Regions from separate parts of the Callithrix jacchus genome. Here region 1 is linked to region 2. Evidence: chromatin contacts called from public Hi-C data. All regions are on one chromosome and are shown on one strand. Each heading gives the region's core, a stretch centred on a gene start, on an enhancer-like site or on the middle of the called end of the contact. The rest is flanking DNA. Distances are from core to core; before and after follow the strand shown.

The links. A called contact is a pair of places that touch in the nucleus more often than the background predicts.
Region 1: a contact with region 2 is called in a Hi-C map of induced pluripotent stem cells, with 6 times the contacts expected there. The contact joins two enhancer-like sites. A contact is called at or near these places in 3 of 3 Hi-C or Micro-C datasets (induced pluripotent stem cells and skeletal muscle).

What each region holds. Positions count from the first base shown.
Region 1 is chr1:199,500,473-199,505,503 of calJac240_pri, forward strand. The region is part of intron 1 of ZNRF3 (zinc and ring finger 3); the gene reads left to right. Among named protein-coding and RNA genes, the nearest start is that of ZNRF3, 14 kb to the left of the region's middle. Within about 2 kb of position 1,834, at least 6 of the 16 cell types and tissues checked have an H3K27ac peak or open chromatin away from gene starts, as enhancers often do.
Region 2 is chr1:199,304,945-199,309,965 of calJac240_pri, forward strand. All of the region lies in intron 1 of TTC28 (tetratricopeptide repeat domain 28), which reads right to left. Among named protein-coding and RNA genes, the nearest start is that of TTC28, 65 kb to the right of the region's middle. Within about 2 kb of position 2,122, at least 3 of the 16 cell types and tissues checked have an H3K27ac peak or open chromatin away from gene starts, as enhancers often do.

The DNA of each region.
Region 1 (5,031 bases), core at 584-3,083, 200 kb after region 2:
GGCAGTGGCTCACTCCTGTAATCCCAACACTTTGGGAGGGTGATGCAGGTAGATCACCTGAAGCCAGGAGTTTGAAACCAGCCTCGCCAACATGGTGAAACCCCATCTCCACTGAAAATATAAAAAATTAGCCGGGCATGGTGGTGCATGCCTATAATCCCAGCTACTCTGGAGGCTGAGGTAGGAGAATCACTTGAATCCAGGAGACAGAGGCTGTGGTGAGCTGAGATCGTGCCGTTGCACTCCAGCCTGGGCAACAAGGGAGAAACTGTCTCAAAAAAATAAATAAAAAATAAAGGGACTCCTCTAATCTTGACCAAGGTAGAAGGCAGTGTCCCACACTCTCTCAGGTACCAGCATAAGAGGGAGGAGAACAATTTGCTTTTGTGCAGACTTGAGGTTCTCCTGAAATTCACCACCCTTTACCTGTGTTCAATCATTTGCATTCAGTGTTTTTTTATTTGGTGTCCAGAAGCTGAGTATGATTAGCCATTACAACTGCAATAAACTGATATTTCTAGCATCGTGATCATAACCACTGCCAGAAAAGCTTGGATTTGGAGTCATGAATTCATCCTGAACACTGTGCTGCCTTTATCTTGCTCTCAGGGGAGCAGAATCCAGAAGAGGAGAGAGACATGCAAATAGTTCCAATGCAATGTAACTGTAACCATCCCTAAGTGGTGATACTGAGGAAAGAGAAAGATGCTTGGCTCCCCAGGGCCATCAGGGAAGACTTTATAAAGGAGAGGATATTCAAATGGGCTTTGAAGGATGAGTAAGAGTTTGCACAAAATTTAGCTTCTTTTCTTCTTGCCTCTTTTCCCTGCCAAAGAAGCCAGATGCCACCTGCACCTGAGACAGAATTTCAAGAAAGCAATAATAGTTCATCTGGTACTAAAAATGACTTGAAACTAAAGAAAAAAATATATTCAGCCTTAACACCTGCTACTGTCCCCAAGTCAGTATAAGAAGATCCTTCTAGATTTCTGTAGATACTTATTTTAACTCTTATCCCTTGTCTCCTTCCTACATTCACTCCAGCCCCTTCAACACTTCCTTTATAAAGATATCTATAATTTTTTTTTTTTTGAGATGGAGTCTTGCTCTGTCACCCAGGCTGGAGGGCAGTGGTGTGATCTCAGATCACTGCAACCTCCACATCCCAGGATCAAGCAATTCTTGTGCCTCAGCCTCCCAAGTAGCTGGGATTACAGTTGCCTGCCACTACACCCACCTAACTTTTGTACTTTTAGTAGAGATAGGGTTTCACCATGTTGGCTAGGCTGGTCTCGAACTCCTGACCTCAGGTGATCTACCTGCCTTGGCCTCCCAAAGTGCTGGTATCACAGGCATGAGCCACTGCACCTAACCTTAATCAATAACTTTTTTTTTTTTTAAGACGGAGTTTCACTCTTGTTACCCAGGCTGGAGTGCAATGGCGCGATCTCTGCTCACCGCAACCTCCGCCTCCAGGTTCAGGCAATTCTCCCGCCTCAGCCTCCTGAGTAGCTGGGATTACAGGCACGTGCCCTATGCCCAGCCAATTTTTTTTATTTTTAGTAGAGATGGGGTTTCACCATGTTGAGCTGGATGGTCTCGATCTCCTGACCTCGTGATCCACCCGCCTCGGCCTCCCAAAGTGCTGGGATTACAGGCTTGAACCACCGTGCCCGGCAATAACTTTGTTTTTAAATGGGAGACAGGATGTGTGTGTGTGTGTGTGTGTGTGTGTGAGAGAGAGAGAGAGAGAGAGAGAGAGAGAGAGAGAGAGAATGAGAGAATATCCTTCTCCATTTCTGCATTTGGCCTTAAATTTTACACACTCACCACCTTCACTTCCCTGGGAAAGCGCTTCAGGTCTCTGGGGCTTGGACAGTGTTACTGATCTCCCTTGGAGGCCCAGGAGAGATATCTCTGGGATCAGGAGCTGGGATGGAACCCAGGGCTCCAAAGATGGGACAAGGCTATGCTCTGTGTACCTGTCCTGCCTCCTCACTTTGAAAAATGAGGTAGACGACCTTTTGTATTTCCTCTTGTTTTCTTTCTGCACCCCACTTGGCTTGGCAGCCATAAATCCACACTGTTTCCTTCTTGGCATTTCTTAAATGTGTTCTGCCTGAATTAAAAGCTGAAAAGGGGGAGGCCCAGTAGACCTTGAAATGTTTAGCTTGCCTTCTGTCCTTGGCCACCTGCTTGACAGGTCCCACAGCTCTCCTGGGAGAGTGAGCAGCTGACGAAATCCCAGAGGCCCTGAAACCTCTCTTCCAGTAACTGCCCATGTTTGCATATCCTGGTTCAAGAACAGGAACTGCTTGTTGGAAACTGATCAGGGAGCTAAAGTTACTGATTAAGTGGATTAGCTTCCAGCTGCAGGCAGTGTCCTCCCTGAGAAAGAGGGAATCTGTAGGGTTGTTTTTACAGATTAAAATCTCTCTTATTTGTCCACTTTCTACTTCTAAAAGTTCTTGGAACCCGTTTCCAGGAAAAAGCCAGGTAAGACAGAGTAGGGAAAAACAGTAAGCCTTGTTTTTATCTTCTATACTTTAAAGTTCCCTTTATTTTCAGAGAGACATACATGAGGATGTCTGAAATAAGTCAACTTTAGGAAGGATAGCTAAAGAGTGTTGGACATGTGCCAGGCACTGTGTGAGCACTTGGCATCTGATCTCTCTTTGGTTCCTGCAAGTTAGGAATTGGCTCCGTTTCTCAGAGGAGAATGAGGCCCCCTGAAGTTAAGCCCATGACCATGAAATTAGTCAGTGGTGGAACTGGGGTCTTATGTTTTTGAGACAGGGTCTCACTCTGTTGCTCAGGCTGGAGTACAGTGGTGCCATCACAGCTTACTGTAGCCTCTACTTCCCAGGTTCACATGATCTTCCCACCTCAGTCTCCCACATAGCTGAGACTATAGGTGCATGCCGCCATGCCCGGCTAATGGAACTGGGATTCAAATCTAGATTCCTTGCCCTGTGTCCTGGAGGTTGGCCAGTCATGGAAAAGATCCAGGCCTAATCCACTGCTTTTAGGATGTGACACTTCTCAGTAAACTCAGTGACCCCTTCTTTCAGTAATTTGCATTTTATTAGATAGAAACTGAAAATCATGTCAAGGTGTCTGAAACCAGCAAAAGAATGGTTTTTGGTTTTTTTTTGGTCTTTGTTCCCATTCCTTGGTTGTGGTTGGGGGCTGGGTGACATTTGCTGTGCAGACAATAGCCCAGGAGCCAGGCAGAGTCCACACCTAGCTAAGTAAATAGCACTCGAAGGCCCTCGCAGCTCATGCAAGCTCCCCAAGGGTGCCTTGCTTTGAGAGACAACCACGAGAATGTGCTTGCCCTTGGACTGGGAGCCTGGAATCCAGAGCTCTGGTCCTAGTTCTACTGTTATTAACACTTGCACCTCTCTGTTCCTCATCTCTGAAGTGAAGAAAACCAAGCTGATGATGTTTGAGGCCTGAGGCTGCAGGAGTCAGTTTGACTTGGGCAGTGCAGCCTGGTGGTTAGGCACACAGATAATAGAATCCAGTTGCCTGGGGTCCAGTGTGAGTTCGTGGCTCGACAAGGTGGAGCCTGTAATCCTAGCACTTTCGGAGGTCAAAGTGGGAGACCAGTGTAGACAACAGAGCAAAACCTAGTTTCTACAAAAAATAAATAATTAATTGGGCAGGGTGGTGTGCACCTGTAGTCCCAGCTACTTGGGAGGCTGAGGTGGAATGGGAGGATTGCTTGAGCCCAGGAATTCAAGACTGCTGTGAGCTATGATCACGCCACTGCACTCCAGTCTGAGTGAGAGAGCAAGACCTCGTTCCTTTTGGAAAACTGTTTCTGAGACAGAGTCTTGCTTTGTTACCCAGGCTGGAGTGCGATGGTACAATCTCAGCTCGCTGTAACCTCTGCTTTCCAGGTTCAAGTGATTCTCCTGCCTCAGCCTCCTGAGTAGCTGGGACTACAGGCATGCGCCACCATGCTTTGACTTACCTTTTTTGGTAGGAAAACTTAAGTTCAACTAAAGCAAGTTAAGAAACTTAAAAAAATAAAAAAGAAAAGAAATTCAAGTTACCTCTAAAAGTTAAAGCTTAGTTCAGGGCTGGTACTTAATATATCTTAGGAATTATTATTGATTCTCAAATTCCGCAAATATTCACTGATTGTCTGGCACATTTGGGGGCTTTGCACTAGTTCTGTTGATGATAAAATGGTATTTACACATGAACTTTGTTTCAAGGGGCCCACAGCCCAGGAGGAATGCACACATGACTATGTGTGTCTGACACAGAAATAACTGTCATACATGAGATTAAAAACTGCTCGCCGGGTGCAGTGGCTCAAGCCTGTAATTCTAGCACTCTGGGAGGCCAAGGCGGGTCAATCACTTGGGGTCGGGAGTTCGAGACCAGCCTGATCAATATGGAGAAACCCAGTCTCTACTAAAAATACAAAATTAGCCAGACGTGATGGTGCATGCCTGTAATCCCAGCTACCCAGGAGGCTGGGGTTGGAGAATCGCTTGAAGCCAGGAGGCAGAGGTTCCAGTGAGCCAAGATCATGCCACTGCACTCCAGCCTGGGCAACAAGAGCAAAACTCCATCTCAAAAACAAAACAAAACAACAACAACAACTGCTTTGGGTTGGGCATGGTGGCTCACGCTTGTAGTCTCAGCATTTTGGGAGGCAGCCTGCGCTCAAGTGATCCTCCCACCTCATGCTCCCAAATGTGAGCCATTGCACCTGACTCAAAATATCACATTTTTAAATAAAGAAGGATCAGTATTCTTGGTGTTTCTTTTTGCTGCAGGGTCTGATGTGGTGCATATAGCACTGCTGTCCTGAGTCCCTTGGGGCCTCTGTATTAGACATGGAGTCATATGCCCGCAGCTTAGTGTTCATCATTATCTCTTGTGTGTATTTCCCTTCCCCTTTCCATCAAGACCTTCCATGGGGACCAAGTGGCCCTGTGTGCCCAGGACTGAGGGGTTTCCTGAGATGGGGGATTTTCAGTGCTTAAACTGGGCCAGTTCCAGCAAAACAGG
Region 2 (5,021 bases), core at 872-3,371:
ATACAAAAAATTAGCTGGGCATGGTAACGCGTGCCTGTAATCCCAGCTACTCAGGAGGCTGAGGCAGGAGAATTGCCTGAACCCAGGAGGCGGAGGTTGCGGTGAGCCGAGATTGTGCCATTGCACTCCAGCCTGGGTAACAAGAGCGAAACTCTGTCTCAAAAAAAACATGCATCTACACTCCTTAGTGATACACATACTATCTGAGAGTTGGAAATAAAATTTATTGCTTAACATATGCTTATAACTTAGTAATTGGAATGAAACATTCTTAAAACAAATTATGACAAACCTGAAAACATAAATAATTGAGCTCCTTTCTGAATTTCCTTCACAGCTTGACTTCTCTTCTTGCCAGACCTCCTGAATCACTTCCTAAGGACACAGCATCCATTTTAAAGTAGTTGTTTCTATACCACAAAAGCCTGGTTTCCAAGGAGACGCTGTGGATTCTAACATCACTTTAGGCTAACATTTATGAGAAAAATCCCTTTTGGAAAAACTGTAATTCTCCTCTTTGATCAACAATAGTAAAATAAAAACTAAATGTATAAATAAATAAACAAACAACGATCAGTGGCCTGAAGAGAGTCATTTCAATACCAAATAGAAAAGTTACCAATCAAATGGTGGCAGTTAGAAAACACTTTTCTTTGTGGTTTTTTTCTTGAAAAACAAAGAAACAAACACATCTTTGTGTCTTCTAACATGTACTTTAGAAGACACATGTAACAGAAACTTTTCAATCACTTTTTTACCTCATCTCTTATAACAGCACACTCAGTAAAAGACAATGATTTTCCCCCACAGAGGAAGACAGTCCTCTGATGAAAGGTATAGGAGGAGCTGCACTCCCCCACTAGAACCACCAAACGAGGGCTAATCTCGTCTTATAGATTTTTATTTTCTTTTTAAGTAAAAACTAAAAAATATTAAATTGGTGTATTTATAATATGAAATATTATGAAGCTGTTAAAAATAAATTACATGTAAACTGCCCAGAGAAAAATAAGCACACTGCAAATCTAACATTTAAAAAGTATCTCATTTTAGGAAGATGTTGATAAGGATATAAAGTTTCAGTTAGACTGGAGGAATAAATGTTAGTGGTCTATTAAATTGCATGGTGGTCACAGTTAATAAAAATGTATAACTCAAAACTGCTAAAATAGATTTTTAATGTTCTCACCATAAAAACAAATAAATAAATTTGGTAAGGCAATGTATGTGTTAATTAGCTTGACTGAATCCTTCCATAATGTATACACAGATCAAAACATCACATTGTACTCCATATAGATAATTGTCAATTTTTTAATTGTTCTAAGTATCCCTTTTCTTTAAGATGTATGTAGGGGTATGTCTGTGAGTACATGTGTTTATGTGTATGAAGTTACAGATATATTGTAAAATGTCTCCAAAAATATTTAAACCGAATAAAAACAGTTAACTCTAGGGACTGGAATGGGGAATAGAGTGAGCAATAAGCCAAGAGGGGAATATAATTTTTATTGTTTGAAATTTTTCCAAAAGTATCTTTGAGTTACTTTGGTAATTTAAAAAATTTATATGTGTATATATATACATGCAATGTACAGACTGACCAAAAAGACCTGAACACAGATTCAAATGCAAATTATAAGCCTGTCATAAAATCATGTCTTTAAGGCGTATAAAATAATAAACTATGTAATAACAATGAACCATTTATTGCCAAAGATAATAGGTAATAACAACTGTTCTGGTAATGAACGTAACATGAGAAGAAATGCCAATTGCCTTTGATGGATTTAGCATACGGTAGTAACAGGTAGCTACTCCAAAATGTGGTGCCTAGGTATATCAAATATTTTAAGCTGAAGTAATTTGAGAAACGGTAAGTGCTGGAAGAACTCTCTGACCTTCCTCTGAAGCAGGTACTAACACTGTCCTTAAACTTGACGGAAAGGAATATCCTTCTCTCTGAAAACAGAGGGATACTGAGAAGAATCCAAACGGGCCTTAATAAGTTTCTCCCCAGTTTATTACCTCTAGCTTATACCCACATTGTCCTGTCACATTTTTTCACAATTTTCCACTGCTTATCAAACTAGGATAAAAATGCTCAGGCTTAACTATTGATTTGGGTCTTCCTTCCCTTGTAAAGTCTCTCGTGTCATGTAAAACTTATATTAAATTCACTTAAATGCTTTTATCTTGCTAATCTCATTTGTTATAGGGGCCTCACCTAAGATCTTAGAAGGGTAGAAGTAAATATATTTTTTTATCTCCTATTGTTAGAATATAAACTTTTGCTTAAATTTAAAGAAAGCATCACTTTCTTACATATGAAAAAAAAAATCCCCTTTCCTGATTATCATTCCAACTGTCTACACAAAGCAGAAAAACTTTTCATCTCCTTAAAAACAAGACTAAAATTACGCAAAATAATTACATAAAAAAGATAATTTAATTGTTAATATTTATTCTAAATACAGTGTTTGACTCATAACTGATTTTAATGTCATGAGACAGAATGTAAAGATGTTAAAACAATTTGGAGTTAGATTAAATAGAGGTTCTCATTCTAATTTTTTTCCTACTCTGTAACTGTGGGCAAATTACTTAAATTTCTCTGAACCTTACTTTACCTTTAAAATATAGATAGCACCACCTATAACAGATGATTGTTATGAGGATGTGCCTTTCACTCACAAAGTTCACTGAACCCTTTACCAAGCATATCCCAAATCCCTCAGCTTCTCTTCATTTCCACCACCAGTACTCTAGTACAAGTTAGCTACATCATTAGCCTCCCTGCTTTCGCTTTCACTCTCCTACTTACCATTTCCTTCACAGTGGTTGTTTGTACTTTCCCATAAATTAAACTGTGGAAAAGGACTTCCAAAATGGCAGAGTAAAGTCTTCCAAAAATCTGTTCTTCCACAAAACAATGAGAACACTAGCAGAACTTGTCAAAATCAACTTTTTCAGGATTTTGGAAATTAACCAACAAATTGTACCAACAGCCGAGTCTCAGTAAAAGTAGCAAGCTTTGTGGGGTTTTTAACTTGTACTATTTCTATCCCTTTTCCCCACCTATGTGATCAACTTAAAAACCAGCAGCCTTCTCACCACAATAGATATGAAAATCAGAAGCTTAGAAGCAAAGAGAGGGGTCAGAATTGTTTGGAGCTCTTCAAAAATACCCTACCCCCAGAAAATTACCACTACTTGACTTGTCTGGCAGCTCCCTAGAGAAGTTCCATTCACAAGACTATATTTGACGTAACTCAGAGGTAGCTCAATGTGAGCAACCCTCTTCACAAGGCATCTCTCAAATAAAAGCAGTGGCAACTGCTTAACATCAAACTGCCTGATGCAGCGATACATACTGGGTAAATAAGAGTTTAATAAAAAATCTTAAAAGAAAATTCTGGAGAATGAGATGTCTATAGGGGGTTTTTAAAACTCCAAAATATCCCTGGGAATCTATAAATGTGCAGTACTGTGTGCATACCCAAGAAGAACCCAAGAAGCTCCTAATCTCTCATCTGGCTGTCCTTGAGGTTCTACACAAACGGGAAGTGAAGGCTAAGAGTTGTAAACTACCAGAGTGCTGAAGGTGTGCCCAAACATACACAGGGAACTCTTCAGCAAAGGCTGGGAAATGTAGTAAGTAGTTCAAGGCATTGAAGGAATCCTATCAAATCTTTAGCTGAGGACTAAGCTAACTGAGCACACTTCAGTAGCTACACATAACAAAGAATCGAGATTTTAAAGAGTTTAGGAAAGTCACTAACACAAAAAAGGCAATAACAACAACAACAAACTCTAGGACTATAGAGGGAGATCTGATTTCTAAAGTTGCCACATTATATTACCTAAAATGTCCAGTTTTCAACAAAAAAAATGATGAGACACAAATAAAAACAGGAAAGTACTGTCCATACACTGGGGAAAAAAGCAGTAATAGAAACTGACCGTTAGGAAATCAAGATATTGGACTTACTAGACAAAGATACTAAATCAACCATTAAAAACGTGTTCAGGCCAGGCGCAGTGGTTCACACCTATAATTCCAGCACTTTAGGAAGCCAAGGCCGGCAGATCACCTGAGGTCAGGAGTTGGAGACTAGCCTGATCAATATGATCAAACCCTGTCTCTAGGCCAGGCGCAGTGGCTCACGCCTATAATCCCAGCACTTTGGGAGGCCGAGGCTGGTGTATCACGAGGTCAAGAGATGAAGACCATCCTGGTCGACATGGTGAAACCCCGTCTCTACTAAAAATACAAAAAATTAGCTGGGCATGGTAGTGTGTGCCTGTAATCCCAGCTACTCGGGAGGCTGAGGCAGGAGAATTGCCTGAACCCAGGAAGCGGAGGTTGCAGTGAGCCGAGATCGCACCATTGCACTGGAGCCTAAGCAAAAAGAGCAAAACTCCATCTCAAAAAAAAAGTTCAATGGAAACTATGGAATTAAGGGAAAACATGAACAATGTCTTACCAAATGGAGAATATCAATTAAAAAAATAATAATAATTCCAGAATTTAAAAATATGTAATAAAAAAATCACTAGAGGGGCTCAAAACCAGACTTGAATAGACAGAAAAAAGTCAGTGAACTGCAATCTCAGACTCTGGCTTATATTATAGGAAACTAAAATTGAATGGTCTCTGCAACATCATTTGGACTTATTGGTGTTAGAACTTGAAAGAGAATTCTGGATTCTTGAGTCCTTAAATCATGGACTCCTTTGTCCAGGGAAGTAGTGTGCTACAGTGATAAGGACAAAGTCTTTAGAATTACATCAACCTGGGTTTAAGTCCAAATCTTCAATTACTAACTAAATGTCCCAGACAAGTATATAATCTCCCACTAAGTATAAGTGTTCTATTTTATAAAGTAGTGATAAAAATAATATCTACCTCATAAGATTATTGTAAGTATAAAATTGTCATCACAAATAAAAGGATTTCGGAGAACTAGAGGACGCCACACTTTCAGACAAAGTCTGGTTGCTCACGGAGCAGAAGATCC